Linked DNA regions of Macaca mulatta: region 2 is linked to region 1. Evidence: chromatin contacts called from public Hi-C data. All regions are on one chromosome and are shown on one strand. The core of a region is the stretch at or near the end of the contact, and the rest is flanking DNA. Distances in the headings are between cores, read along the strand shown. Region 1 holds the start of ZFP36L2 (ZFP36 ring finger protein like 2). Region 2 has its middle 100 kb from the start of HAAO.

Region 1 (6,963 bases), core at 2,883-5,382:
ATGTTTACAGTCACAATTTGTAGTGAACTGATTCCCCAAAATATATTACAACTCAAGTTGACTTATCTTGTTACATTCAAAAACCTACTTCTGTCAAAGTAGTCCAGAGAGTACATATAGTGCTCCAACTGTACCTACGTACAAACTAAAGCTACCGCTCATTCATCTGCTGTCCAGGAAAGCTTAGGAAACATTCCTACCTTTCTACACGGAAAAAAAAAAATAGTACAAGTTTTGGAATTTTCTGTAATTAAACAAGGCATATTTGTGTACTACATATTTCAGCACTAAGAGGCGGTCGCTTCACTTTATATCTATATAAAAAAAGTGGTAAAAGTCTTTTCCTTTTGTGCAGTTGAACCCATCCTACATTCAGATTCTCTCAAGCACTAATAAAATACTTATTTGGTTGAGGAAGATTTAAGGCAAGTTCGGGCCCTTCCAAAGGCACTGTGAGACTCCCCCCCACTCCCCATTATTGCTACATGTCTTAAGATACTCCAGTATGTCACAGCAGAACTGGTGGAATAAGCAAACACTTTTTTGCTAGTTTATAAAGTTGGAATTAGAAAAGCATGCCACATTTCAACCTGATTGCAAAGTATGTGGTCATTTTTTTCTTTAAAGTTGGATGGGCTACAACCTTTATACATTCTAAGAAAACTCATAGGATGTTCCTCAAACTACTTCCACAGCATCAAGATAGATTTCTGTCAAGAAATCATGCAATCTTTCAAAATTTACGTAAACAAGGAAAGAAATTAATGAAATAAATATTACATACAATCTCTTAAATTAAGAATTTTGTACTCATTTACAATAAAATAACCAAGTGAAGTTACAAAAGGCATATATTACTGTGAAAAGAACATACACTCCACATTTTGCCGATTAATAATGGCAATCATAATTTAACATAATAAAAGAATATATATCTATTGCTTTTCATCATACTTGATAAATACAGTATGAACAAAATTTTCATTGTATACTTTTCACAAGATAATAAATAAGTTAAATAGTTTTTTTCATATTGAGTTGTGGTGCAGTGGTGCGAATCAACTCAAAACAGCTAAAAATTCAGCAGTTATTCTCCAACAATTACAAAGTAAGCTCTGCCCAAGGCTTCCAGAGGGAGCAGACAAAATGGTTCTAAACTAAACATCCACTAAGTGGTGGCGATGAAACCAGTAACCAGTATGGACCTTTGGAATGCAAGGGTTTGTTTTTCACCCCCAGACATATATAATTGTTAAAAAACAAAAAACACCTATGGGCTGAGGGCTAACTATCAAGGCATATTCTTGGCAGAATATTGGATTCTAAAAAGCTTATAGGTTTAGCAAGGTGGTGGCTGGCTGGTATAACACCGATCTGAGACAAACAATTAGGAACTTCTTAAGGGTTCCCACATCTGGACTTAACTAATGCTGTTCAAGTGAAGAGATGGAATGGTGGTTGATAGCTGCTGGTGCTGGGTTGATTTTTCCTGAAGTCCCAAACTCACTGGAGTCCTAAAAAAGTTTAAGTGTTTGTTTTTTGTTCTATTGGTATCACAACTGCCCTGTTGTGAATATTTTGTTCAATAGAAAAAGTTCCTCGACTTTTTTGCTCAAAAAGAATGAAACTTCGTAATAATAAAAAAAAAAAAAAAAAGAGGAAACCGAAAAGGAGAGGTGGGGGCCCCTCCAGGCACAGAGTTCGAGTCCAAGGGCTCGGTCGGGCTTGCAGTCTGCCTGGGGCCCATGTCACCCCCCGACTCCCGGGCCCCCAGCAGGGGCGAGATGGCGAGGGGTGTCCTCCAACATCTCTGAACCGCCTTCCCTTCCTCCTCACTGGCGCCCTCTTGCCTCAGTCGTCGGAGATGGAGAGGCGGCTGAAGATTGGCAGGCGGCGGCCGGGGTCGAGGCTGGGGGACTCGGAGCCGCTGAGGCTTCCAGAGCTCAAGGAGCCGCTCAGGTAACTGTCGCGGTCCGACAGCGAGTCCGGGGGGCTGGGGGGCGCGTCGAACACGGGCGAGTCGGACAGGCGGCGCGGCAGCTGGAAGCTGAAGGGCGGCGAGGGAGGCGCGGCGGCCCCGGCGGGGAGGGGTGCGCTGGGCGGTGCCGGGGGCTGCGCAGGGGGCGCCAGGCCCTGCTGCTGCTGCTGCTGACTGCGGTAGTAGGCGGCGGCGGCCACGGCGGCAAAGTTGTGGGTCTGGATGGCGAGCGGCGTGATGAGGCTGCTGAGCTCCGGGCCGAAGGCGAAAGCGTTGTTGGCGCACGAGGCTGACGAGCAGGCCGCGCACGGGGCCCCAGGTGCCAGCAGGTCCTCGGCTCCCCCGCTGCCGTAGAGCAGAGCGGCCGCAGCCGCGGCCGCCGCAGAGGCGCAGCATGCCGGGGCCGAGGGCGTGGAGGCCGCGGAGGCCGAGGAACAGGAGGAGGCGGAGGAGGAGCAGGACGAGGCCGAGGAGCAGGAGGGCGGCGGCGGCGTGCGCGACGTGGGGCTGTCGAGCAGCAGCGGCGACTCGAGGCCGCCCGGGGGCTGATGGTGGCCCGACGGGAAGCCCGAGAAGCTGAGGCTGTGGTGCAGCTTGGGCCGCGGCTCCCGCGGGAAGCCCAGGTGCAGCGCGTCGCGCGTGCCAAAGGCACGCAGGTCCCCGGAGGCGCCCCCCGACGGCGCGGGCCGCCGCTCGTCCGCGTTGTGGATGAAGTGGCAGCGCGGCCCGTAGGGACAGAAGCCGATGGTGTGGAAGGTGCGGCACAGCTCGGTCTTGTACTTCGGGTGGCGAGTCAGGCTGCGCAGCTCGTGGAAGCCATGCGCGAACTGGCACTTCTCGCCGTACTTGCACGTGCCGCTCTCCTCGAAGGGCCGGCACAGCTCGGTCTTGTAGCGCGTGGAGTTGATCTGTGAGCCGCCGCCCCCCTTCTGCTGCTGCTGCAGGTGCAGGAGGTGCTGGCTGCGGTCGCCGTTCTCGCTGAACGAGCGGTCCCGGAATTTGTTCTCCTTGTTGAGCAGGGCTGTGCCGCCGCCCCCCGACGGCTCCTTAAGGGTGCCGTAGGAGGTCGGGCCGCCGGCCGCCGCGCTGCCACAGCTGCTGCCGTTAGCGGCGCCCGGGAACTTGGGCGAGCAGCTGCCGGGGCTGGGCGCGGGGTGGGCGAGTGCGTGCAGGTTGCTGGCCGAGTGCCGTCGGAGGAAGCCTGGCGCGAAGCCGGAGCTGGGGGCGGCGGCCACGGGCGTCCCCACCGCCTTCTTGTCCAGCATGTTGTTCAAGTTGAGGTTGGCCAGGGATTTCTCCGTCTGCCAAAGGAAGGGGAGCGTGGAAGGGATGAAAAACGGAAGGGGAAGGCAGACTCGGGTCGAGCCACAGAGAAACTCCCAGCCTGATTCTTTTCCTCTTTTTCCCCCACTCTTGGCGGATCCCGACTCGGCCTCCACCCTCCACCCATACACACGCAAAAGCAGCAAGATCTTGCTGGAGGGAGCGGGAGAGGGGAGGACGCCCACCGCGGGCCGCGCTGGGTTTCGACACGTGATCCTCCGCCCCGGCCGCCGAGGTGGGCGGCGCGAATCCCGTCCGGGAAGCCCCGGGCAGCGTGGCCGCGGTCGGCAGCGGAGAAACTCAACCGCGACACCAGCGCCCTCCCTGCCGCCCCCTCCTCCTCCAGGGCGCTCGCACACACTTTTGCAAACCCCGGGATTTTCCCGACCCGAAAGGCAGGGCGGGAGGGGCGTCCCCCAGGGCCAGGGGACAGAGGCAAAGTCCAAGAACTGGAACGGCTGCTGCCGGCCCGGCCCGCTCCCCGGCGTACCTTGCACAAGAAGTCGACATCGTAGAACGCGGACAAAAGTGTGGTCGACATGTTTCTGGATCCCGCAGTGGCCGGAGCGACAGGCCGGGAGGTCGGGAGGAGCCCTCGGGGTGGCGTGGCCGGGCTTGAGCCACGACGAATAACGGGCGAGGGGCGGGGAGGGGCCGAAAGTTTGCCGGGGGGCGAGAGGAGAGGGCGAGGGCAGCGGCGCGGGCCGGCGGGAGGGTCCGGCGGAGTGCGGCAGGGGGGAAGGAGAGAAGCGAGGAGCGCTCCTCCGCGCCCCGGGGTGCCCGGCCCGCCCCCCCCGCGGAGCCGACGGCAGCTCGCGGACTGCTGGAACTCTGCAGCCCGCGAGCGCGCGCCCTATATAGAGCCCGGGAGTGCGGCTGCGGCGGGGCGGGCGCGCCGGGGGAGGGGACAGAACTGGGCCCCCGCCGGAGTCTCCAGGCAACGCCGCCCGCCAGCTCGCGAACGTCAGGCGCCTTCTCGGCCTCCCATTGGCCGCCGCCAATTTTTTTTCTCTGGGGAAGGGGGCGGGAGGCCTCGGGGCGGGGCCAGCGACCCGGGCGCCCGGTGCGGCGTGTAGCTTTCGGCCCCGGTGGGTGCCGCCGGGTGGCGGCGGGAAGGCACGGCTTTCCTTTTCTGGCACTGCGCGGTCGGAGAGCCCCGGTACATTTAGCGTGGCCGGGATTCTGCAGTCCTGGACGTGTCTTTCCCTGCCCTGTTCGCCGAGGCGGACCTGTGGAGCTTTTAGTTCCCACCTTTGGTTTTGTGCTGGGCGCGGGAATTGCAAAATGCCAGAATATCGCAACCATCCGCGCGGCCCGGCGGGTTTGCAAAGGGTGCTTCGGCCAGGAGGCGGGGGCTCGGGGACTGCGTCCTGTCGGTGGCAGCTCCAGCCCGACTGCACGTGGAGTCGCGGTGGGGGTGGGGGTGGGGGTGGTGGTGGCCACGCGGGCGGCCGCCGCGGCAGTCTTGCCGGTGGAGCCCGGGCTCGTTTCTCCGCCCCCTCCCCGCCCAGGCTCAGTAAACAGGGCTTGAGCGCCGGGGCCTGCCGGGCAGGGCTGAGTGTCTGAGGACAAGGCGCTGGCTTTGCTAATCACATCACAAGACCTTGAGCCAGGGCCAAAGGCGCGGAGTGGCGCGGGACGTCCCGGGCGGGGGAGCTGACTCTGAGGACAGGAGGAAAGGCCGGGAGAGCCGTGCGGGCTTGAAGGCGACTTAGCGCCACCCTTTCCGTCTGCTGGTCGGCCCGGCCTCCCCCAGCCCTCGGGCTGGGGGCGCAGCTGCCCGCCGAGGCTCCCCGCCCGGCACAGCCTGGGCCTGTTGCGTCCTCTCGGCTCTTCTCTCCCCGGCCGTAGGGGCGCCGCGCCCAGCCTTAGCTCGATGAGGGCGGCAGGATCCGGCTGAGACCAACCCGCGGCCCAGGTGGGGCTGCACAGACGCTGTTGGTGGGCGCGCCCCCCCTGTTTTCCCTCTCCCGCCAGCCCCACACCCCAACAGCTTGCGCTGGAAAATGCGCTTTGCCAGCGGGCGCCCCGCCTTCGTCCGGGTACGGAGCAGACACCCCCACCTAGCGCCCAGTGAGGCTAAAGCCGCTGACAGCCCCACTAGGAACGATCTGGAGTCTGGTCTAGGGCACTTCTCGCTCCGCGCTCATACAGGTTGCCAAAAAGCTTGGACCTGAAGCTGGAAGGTCCAGGACCCGCTGGGGAAAGAACTAGGCCTGCCACTCAGGGATTCGAGTTCCTGGAGTGTAGCCTGCATTTCCCACTACTGTACTCCCCTCACAGCCCAGGGAGCCAGAGTCCAGGGTAAGGATCAGGAATGCTGGGCTGGAGTTCAGGCCCTGCCCCATAGAAATCATGTGGTCTTAGGCAAATCACATCATCTCTTTGGTACTTGGGTTTCCTTGTAAAACGAAGGTAATATTCCTGCTTTATTCATCTCTCACCTTTGTCAAGGTGCAAATGGTATCTGTGAAGGTGTTTAAAAGACAAACAAGAACTAAACCATCTTTATGTATTAAACCAAATTGACAAAGCATAAGGGTGGAGAAAGCCAGGCTTCTGAACTATGGCCAGATGGACAGAGAGCCACAGACTCATGAGTGCAGAGCTGTGGGGGTACCCAAGTCCTGGACCCTAGGACTCAGAGCCAAGAGTAGGTGACCTCAGAGGGACCAGTTTCACTTTTAGCACCTACCCTACACTGATCCCTTGATATACCTGGGCAACTGTGGTCTGGTTTGTTCTTTGGTGAGATGACCCCAAACATCTCACCAAACGGTGTGAAACAGCCACTTCCCTAGGCACTTTTATTAGGTTAGTAACAAGATTTCAGATACAGAACCAATGGAAACATCTGTTTGAATCAACGTCCAAATCTGGGGTGAGTCCCAGTCAAGAGCTGTGAGAACACCCACTTTGCAGATTAGGATTCTGGAGATAACATGTGGACATATTATGGGACATGCTGTGTACAGAGTACCTGCTAGTATAAAATGTATAATGTAGCTGCTTTTATTTCATTTTAAATGGAGGAAAAAAGAAGTGCTGGCCATTTCCATTGAGCTGGGCTTTGTTGGGCCAGTTTCATAATTCTTCTTCTGTGGTTATCACCACATTTATGTTACCAAGTCCCTCACGTCTCACCAGCTAGGTCTTAGAACAAAAAGTGTTAGGTTGGCAACTTTCCCTCAGGTGTGGGCTACACAGCTGCCTAACTAGGTAATTAATTCAGGATCACAGAAACCACATTTGGGGCCGAGTGGTTGCAAAACCACCCAGGGAATTTCCTGTTCTCTTTAGGACAAAACTTTGGACACTGAGTTGACTTCTTTCCTGCCTCTTACAAAGCCCCTTTCCTATACTTCCAGTATGGCTGCTTTTTTGTTCTTAAATTCCTTTCTTTTAGTGATGGGGTCTTGCTGTGTTACTCAGGCTGGAGTGCAGTGGTCTTTCACAGGCATGAACTCCTGGGCGATCCTCCCACCTCAGCCTCCTGAGTAGCTGGGATTACAAGTGTGCACCACCATGCCTGGCTTACAGCTGCATTTTTAGTGTTAAATGTATCTCTCAAAGAGAGATGAACTACATTTGAAATATGAGCTTTTCTGCAGTAGAAAATGATTGTAAACTCACTCTCTTCTAACCTGCCCCTTCAGACTCTG
Region 2 (6,963 bases), core at 2,852-5,351, 210 kb before region 1:
TTCAGATGTGGCCTTGAAGGACAACAAACAAGGAAGGACCTCTCAAAAGGCAGAGCCAGGAGCCGCAGGGAATAATGGATAAAGGAAATGTTTCCCAGGAATCAGTACTAAGGAACTTCGTCCCCTGGGAGGCAGGGAACCTTTGGAATTCTTGCCCAGTGGGATTTACTAATTGCTTTGTGCCTGCTATGGGTTCTCTATTCGTCCCTTTCCAAATGGCAGTTTTAATTGTGGTTATCTTGTTCCTATGTCTCTTGTATATTGTGTACGTGTTGTTGGCTGGTGGAGAGGGACAAATAGATGACTTATCTTTTAGTTTATACATCACTGGACCAATATCTGACCTTCACATAAAGATCAGACAACTACCAAGAAAGCCTGGACCTTGAGACAGTTGCAGTAATGGATAGGACCTATGGGCTTCACGCTTGGGTAGGGGATTACCATGTTCCATGTTTGGGAAGAGAATGTGCGTTTATTTGGGTAACCAAAGGTGCAGAGTATAGTGGAGATTGCTAGCTTTTCATCAATATCCATTCTCCTCTTCTTCAATAGTGGTGGAATACTCAACTGAACACATTTAACAGCCAGCTAGAGACTCTATTTCCTAACTTCCCTTACAATTAGGTATGTCTCGTGACCAAGTCTGAGGCAATGGAATGTGAGCGGACATGATGTATGCAACTTCCAGGCCATGCTCTTCAAAGGAAGAAGGTATATCTTCTTCCTCTTTATCCCTTTCCATCTGGCTGGAAGGTGGAAGTGCTGTCAGCGGCTGGAGCATCCACCTTGGAGGGAAACCTCAAGTTAAGGGTGGGAGAGCAACAGAAAGAAGCAGCTATTGTATCACCCTGGGTCTGCCTTCCCAGACTCCTGCAGGAGTTAACCTTCTGCCTGTTTGCAACACTGTCTTTTGGGGTCTCTTTGTTACAGCAGCCTAACTTTTGTTTATTTATTTATTTATTTATTTATTTATTTATTTATTTATTTGAGACAGGGTCTCCCTCTGTTGCCCAGGCTGACGTGCAGCAGTGCAATGTCAGTTCACTGCAACCTTCACCTCCACCACTCAAGTGATTCTCCTGTCTCAACATGCCAAGTACCTGGGATTACAGGCGCGCACCACCATGCCCGGCTAATTTTTGTATTTTTAGTAGAAATGGGGTTTTGCCATGTTGCCAGGCTGGTCTCCAACTCCAAGCCTCAGGTGATCCACCCGCCTTAGCCTTCCAAAGTGCTGGGATTACGAGCGTGAGCCACTGTGCCTGGCCTGCAGCCTAACATTTGTCCTAATAAAAATTTGTTTCTCGGATGGGAGAGACTGGAGCATGTTTGTGTGCTGATGGAAATAATCCATGAGAGAGGGAGAGATTGATGAGGAGAGAGAGCAAGGGGATAACCAAAGGAACAAAGTCCTTGAGAAGACGAGAAAAGATGGGACTCAGGAAACAAGACATGGAATTTTTCTTTGACAGAAGAAACTAGGATGCTTCTTCCATTGTGATTGAAAGAATGAGAAAAGATCGGTGCAGACACAGGGAGATTGTGGATTCTGTGGTGAGACAATGAGGAAGGATCAGTATATTTGCAAGAGAGTAATGTAATAATAACCTATGGAATCTTTATTTTACTGGACTGCCTACATCTACCCACAGCATTGCTTCCCTGATACACTCATCATTGACCCATGCATGGTTTACTTTTATTTAATTAGCTATTAATTTGTTTCTTTTTATTTTTAGAGACAGGGTCTTGCTCTGTTGCCCAGGCTGAAGGGCAGTGGTGTGACTATGGCTCACTGTAGCCTAGAACTCCTGGGCTTAAGCGATCCTCCTGCCTCAGCCTCCAGAATAGCTAGGAGTACAGACAAGTACCACCATGCCTAGCTAATTAAAAATAAAAAAATTGGGGGTGGGGCTGGGCGTGGTGGCTCACGCCTGTAATCCCAGCACCTCCAAGCCCGTCTGCTTCCTGGCCTGGGTGCCCTGCCACTGCTCTCTGTCCTCATGGAGCTCTCCAGTCCATCGGTACCTTCACTCCTTCTCCATCTGTCAATCCCTCTTGCCTTTACTTCTCTCCTTTCCCACTAAGATTCCGTGGCTCATGAATGAATCAACTGGCGATATTCACACAACAGAATATCCTAAGCGGGCTAAACACATGAGCCACAGCAATATGAAACAATGTGGATGAATCTAGCAAGATACAATTAAGCCAAATTTCCAATTGGAAGGCCGAGGTGGGTGGATCACTTGAGGTCAGGAGTTCCAGACCAGCCTGGCCAACATGGGAAAACCCCTCTACTAAAAATACAAAAAAATTACCTGGGCATGGTGACACATGCCAGCTTCTGGGAGGCTGAAGCACGAGAATCGCTTGATCCCAGGAGGCAGAGGTTGTAATGAGCCAAGATCATGCCACTGCACCCCAGCCTGGGCAACAGAGCAAGACTCTGTCTCAAAATATATATATATACTTTTCTGATATAGCTTGAATGTTTATACCCTCCAAACTGCACATTGACATGTGTGATCCCCAGTGCTGGAGGTGGGACCTAATGGGAGGTGTTTGGGTCAAGGGTGCAGATCCCACATGAATGGCTTTGAGTGTAATGAGTGGTAATGAGCTCACGTGAGATCTGGTTTTTAAGAAGAGCCTGGCACCTTCTCCCTTCTCTCTTGCTTTCCTTCTTGCCATGTGACACACCTGCTCCCCAGTTTGACTTCCTCCATGAGTAAAAGCTTCCTGAGGCCTTGGCAGAAGCTGAGCAGATGCTGGTGCCATTCTTGTAAAGACTCTAGAGCTGTGAGCCAAATAAGCCTCTTTTCTTTATAAATCACCCGGTCTCAGGTATTCCTTTACAGCAATACAAAAGGGACAAACACAGATAGGGTCTTGCTATGTTGCCCAGGCTGGTCACAAACTCCTGGCCTTAAGCAATCCTCCCTCCTGGGCCTCCCAAAGTGATGGAATTGCAGGCGTGAGCCACCACATCCAACCTAATTTGTTATTTTTAAAGATGTAATAGGCACCTGCAAAACCACCACCCAAACAAAAGTTCTGACAGTGACCCCCGTTTCACCACATTGTTCCCTTTCCACATCCCATCCCTTTGCCTCTTTCCACTCAAAGTGGTCATCATCTGTGTACAAGGTGCAACCCTGCTTTCCTTTTTATATGGTTTTATTGCATCTCTCTATATTTTCAAAAATTATAGACATCTTTTCATATTAGCTGTCTTCACCTTCATTAAAAGGGTATCATTCTCTACATAACCTTATGGGACTTAAGTGTTTGGCTTAATTGTGTCTTGCTAAGATTCATCCACATTGTTTTAGTTGCTGTGGCTCATGTGTTTAGCCTGCTTAGCATATTCTGTTGCATGAATATTGCCAGTTGATTCATTCATGAGCCACGGAATCTTAGTGGGAAAGGAGAGAAGTAAAGGCAGGAGGGGTTGACAGATGGAGAAGGAGTGAAGGTACCAATGGACTGGAGATCTCCATGAGAACAGAGAGCTGTGGCAGGGTGCCCAGGCCAGGAGGCAGACGGGCTTGGAGGCGACATATAGTCAAAGGAGAGAATTTCTGATTTCAGAAGGAGTGAGGCTTTCTGGTGACCATAAAGTTTTCAGGGATAAATGAATAGCTAAGGCCAGAATTCTTTGAGATGAGGGTGAAGGAAGCCAGAGGTCAGAGTGTGGACATAGGTCCCTCCATTTGTCTAGGATACTGGCAGGAGGTGGAGTGGAGAAGAGGAGGCTGGAGCTGGAGTTTCCAGTGCATGGGGGCTGGGAGCTGACAGGGAGAGGACAGAGGGCAGCATAGCAGGAGACAGGAGTGTCGGCGGTGCAGGGTTGTATAAGAGGTTGGGAGTAATGTGCTGGAAATGACAATGAGGAATAATAAGGCCAAAACTCCACATCTTTTAGCCCTGAGGTGCAGAGAATGTGAGATTAAATAGCCTCTGCTTGAAGGTGGTAGTTCAAGGCCTGGAGGAGGAGGCAGCATTCCAAAAAGAGCTTGAAGATACAGGGGAGTGTGCTGACTGTGGTGCAAAAGCTCCAGCATATGTTGTGCAAGAGCAGAGGGGAGGGGCAGAGCCGATGGGGTAAGCAGCACATCAGGACTCAGCTTCAGCAGAGAAGGAAGTCAGTTGGGCTGTCCTGGGAGAGGAGGCGACCCCAGGTCTCATGGATGGTCAGTCTTGGCTACACCTCACAAGCTACAAGTGGCTGCGTGTTTCTCATAATGGCATGGGTGTGGAAGGGTCAACTGTCACCATCTCGCCCCCATGCTACTGTGTCACCAGCCCCATTTGTCCCTCGGGCTTAATGTACCTCACTGGAGGGAGGATCAAAAAGTCACTGCTCCTTCCTTGGCTACAGTGCTGGTGTCAGGGGAAACCAGTGTAGAGAACTGTCTTGGTTAGAGGTGGGGACAGAGGACTAGCCTGGAAACCGAACACTGTCTTCCTGCTGGCTCAGGTGGGCTTGCGGGCTCCCGTGGCCCTGGAACTCCCTGGGACTTCTGACTCCGGTCTGAGGATAAAGGCACCATTTTGGCTCTTAGGGAGCCCCCGTCTAAGGGAGGAGGCTTGAAGGAAAGAAGAAGGGTTCAAGCCAGCCACTTGGGAGCCAAGGAAGGCTCTAAGAGAAACGTGGGCCTGCTTGCCATTGTTCTTCAACACAATCAGCACAGAAAGGAAGAACCCAGCCCAGCCTCCGCCGGTGTTTGTGGTCCGAGGCAACGTTTCCTTCTGGATTTTCCCAGTTGGTCTCCACTCAATTATGCTTCTTTAATTACAAAAGCTTGGAATGAGGGTGGGGCATTGTTAGACACAGAACCATTCGATGACTTTCTGTGCCCCGCCTCTTACACTGGCCTATAGCACATCACAGACACTGCCTCTCCCCAATCCCAGGAGCCCAGGACCTATCGCACTAGTGTTCGTATGCCCTTTGGCCCTTTCTTTTTTTTATTATATATTTTAAAAACTGTTTTAAAAATAATACAGACAGGGTCTCCCTATGTTGCCCAGGCTAGTCTCGAACTCCTGGGCTTAAGGGATCCTCCTGACTGGGCCTTCCAAAGTGCTAGGATTACAGGCATGAGCCACCACACCCAGCCCTCTGGCCTTTTCTTTTTCCCCTCTTAGGCCATAGAGGATCTGGGTGGGATCCTAGGGCTGGCACATTCCCAGGTACCAGGAGAAGAGCAGTTCTTCTTGAATGTTCCATTGCTCAGCCCTCAGTAACTGGGCCTCTAGTTCCCTGTCTCACAGGGAGATGGGCTGTTTGCTGTGCCAGTCTTTACGTTAACGAGAGGAGCACCACTCTCCCATACTCAGTGGAGCGGGGAGCGATACCTTTACATTTCTCCATGGCTCCAGCACTCAGGACCCCCAGCGGATGACAGGGCCATGACCTCCACTCCATAGCAGCTCCTGAACTGAAGCAAATGCTGCTCTAACCCACATGCAAAATGCTTTGAATGTACCAGTGACATGGAGTCAGGATAGAGGGGGAAAAATGAAATTAGTTTCTCAGGTTAGGGTGAGCAGATCTGGCCCGGTGGTGTGTCTTGCCACACTCTCAGCAGAGGGGAGACTGGTTACAGGCAGAATTTATCTGGATTTGGATGGAGGGAACAAAATTAGTCCTCACACAGGAGATAGAGTTTCAGCCCACAGCAACGTGTACCAAGAGAAGGTCCCAAGATGTATTAATTAGGATATAGACCTGGCTGATATAACAGAGATCCAAAATAAGAGTGACTCAAATAAGATCGCTGTTTCTTTCCTCTTGTGTAACAGTCCAGGCATAGACAGTTTGGGATCAAAATAGTATCAGGCACTTGTGCTGCTTCTAACTCACTTACTGATGTGCCATCCCTCTGGTCCTGCCCTCACCCATAGGATCCAAGATGACACTCCATCACACAGGCTTCCAGCCTGCACGAAGCTGGGGAGAGAGGGCCCCAGAGGCAGGTTCCCTCCTTTTAAGGACACCATCTGGAAGTTGCAGACAATGCTTTTGTCTACATCCCATTGGCCAGAACTGTTAGACACGTAGCTATCCTTAGCTGCAAGGGAGCCTGGAAAATGTAGTTTTTCTTTCAGTAAACACCTTTTGGTCTATGAGAGAAAAGGGAAAATTGTTTTGGGGAACAACTAGCAGTTCTGCCACATGAGACCCCAAGGAGGTTCTTGGATTTGTCTGCCCTGTGCCCCACTCCCCCTGGCCACAGGGGCAGGCAAGGGACTCAATCTGGGAAAATGACCTCTGACCACCGCAATTGCCCAGAACTGGGCACATGATTCAAGTGGATCCAATCAGGGTTCTTTCTCAGGCCTTTTGCTTTTCTTTCCTTGTTTCCAAAAAAGTTGAAGGCTGGGCATGGTGGTTCACACCTGTGATCCCAGCACTTTGGGAGGCCAAGATGATGGATCACCTGAGGTCAGGAGTTTGAGACCAGCCTGGCCAACTTGGCAAAACTCTGTCTCTACTAAAAATACAAAAATTAGCTGGGTGCGGTGGCGCACCTATAATCCCAGCTACTCAGGAGGCTGAGGTGGGAGAATCACTGGAACTCAGGAACCAGAGGTTGCAGTGAGCCAAGATTGAGATTGCACCACTGCACTCCAGCCTGGACGACAGAGCAACACTCCATCTCAAAAAAAAAAAAAAAAAAAAGGTTGAGACAGGGTCTTGCTCTGTTGCCCAGGCTAGAGTGCAGTGGCATGATTGTGGCTCACTGCAACCTTGAAATACTGGGCTCAAGCAATCCTCCCACCTCAGCCTCTGGTGTAGATGGGACTACAGGCATGCACCACTACACCCGGCTAACTTAAAAAAAAAAAAATTCGTAGAGACGGGGTCTCACTATGTTGCCCAGCATGGTCTCAAACTCCCCTCATGACTTTTTCTAAGCAAGCCTGGTAGCAGACAGTACAATTTCCTTT

What was found. A called contact is a pair of places that touch in the nucleus more often than the background predicts.
Region 2: a contact with region 1 is called in a Hi-C map of blood, with 4 times the contacts expected there. The contact joins the enhancer-like site here to the promoter of ZFP36L2 in region 1. A contact is called at or near these places in 6 of 14 Hi-C or Micro-C datasets (CD4 T cells, blood, fetal cortex germinal zone and 3 more).

What each region holds. Positions count from the first base shown.
Region 1 is chr13:81,605,645-81,612,607 of T2T-MMU8v2.0, reverse strand. ZFP36L2 (ZFP36 ring finger protein like 2) reads right to left here and starts at 4,132. Exons shown (of 2, transcript XM_015112244.3): 1 at 3,792-4,132; 2 at 1-3,279. The coding sequence starts at 3,842. The coding sequence ends at 1,852.
Region 2 is chr13:81,812,634-81,819,596 of T2T-MMU8v2.0, reverse strand. No RefSeq gene overlaps it. Among named protein-coding and RNA genes, the nearest start is that of HAAO, 100 kb to the left of the region's middle. Within about 2 kb of position 4,101, at least 8 of the 40 cell types and tissues checked have an H3K27ac peak or open chromatin away from gene starts, as enhancers often do. A contact at or near this core is called in blood, where this site is marked.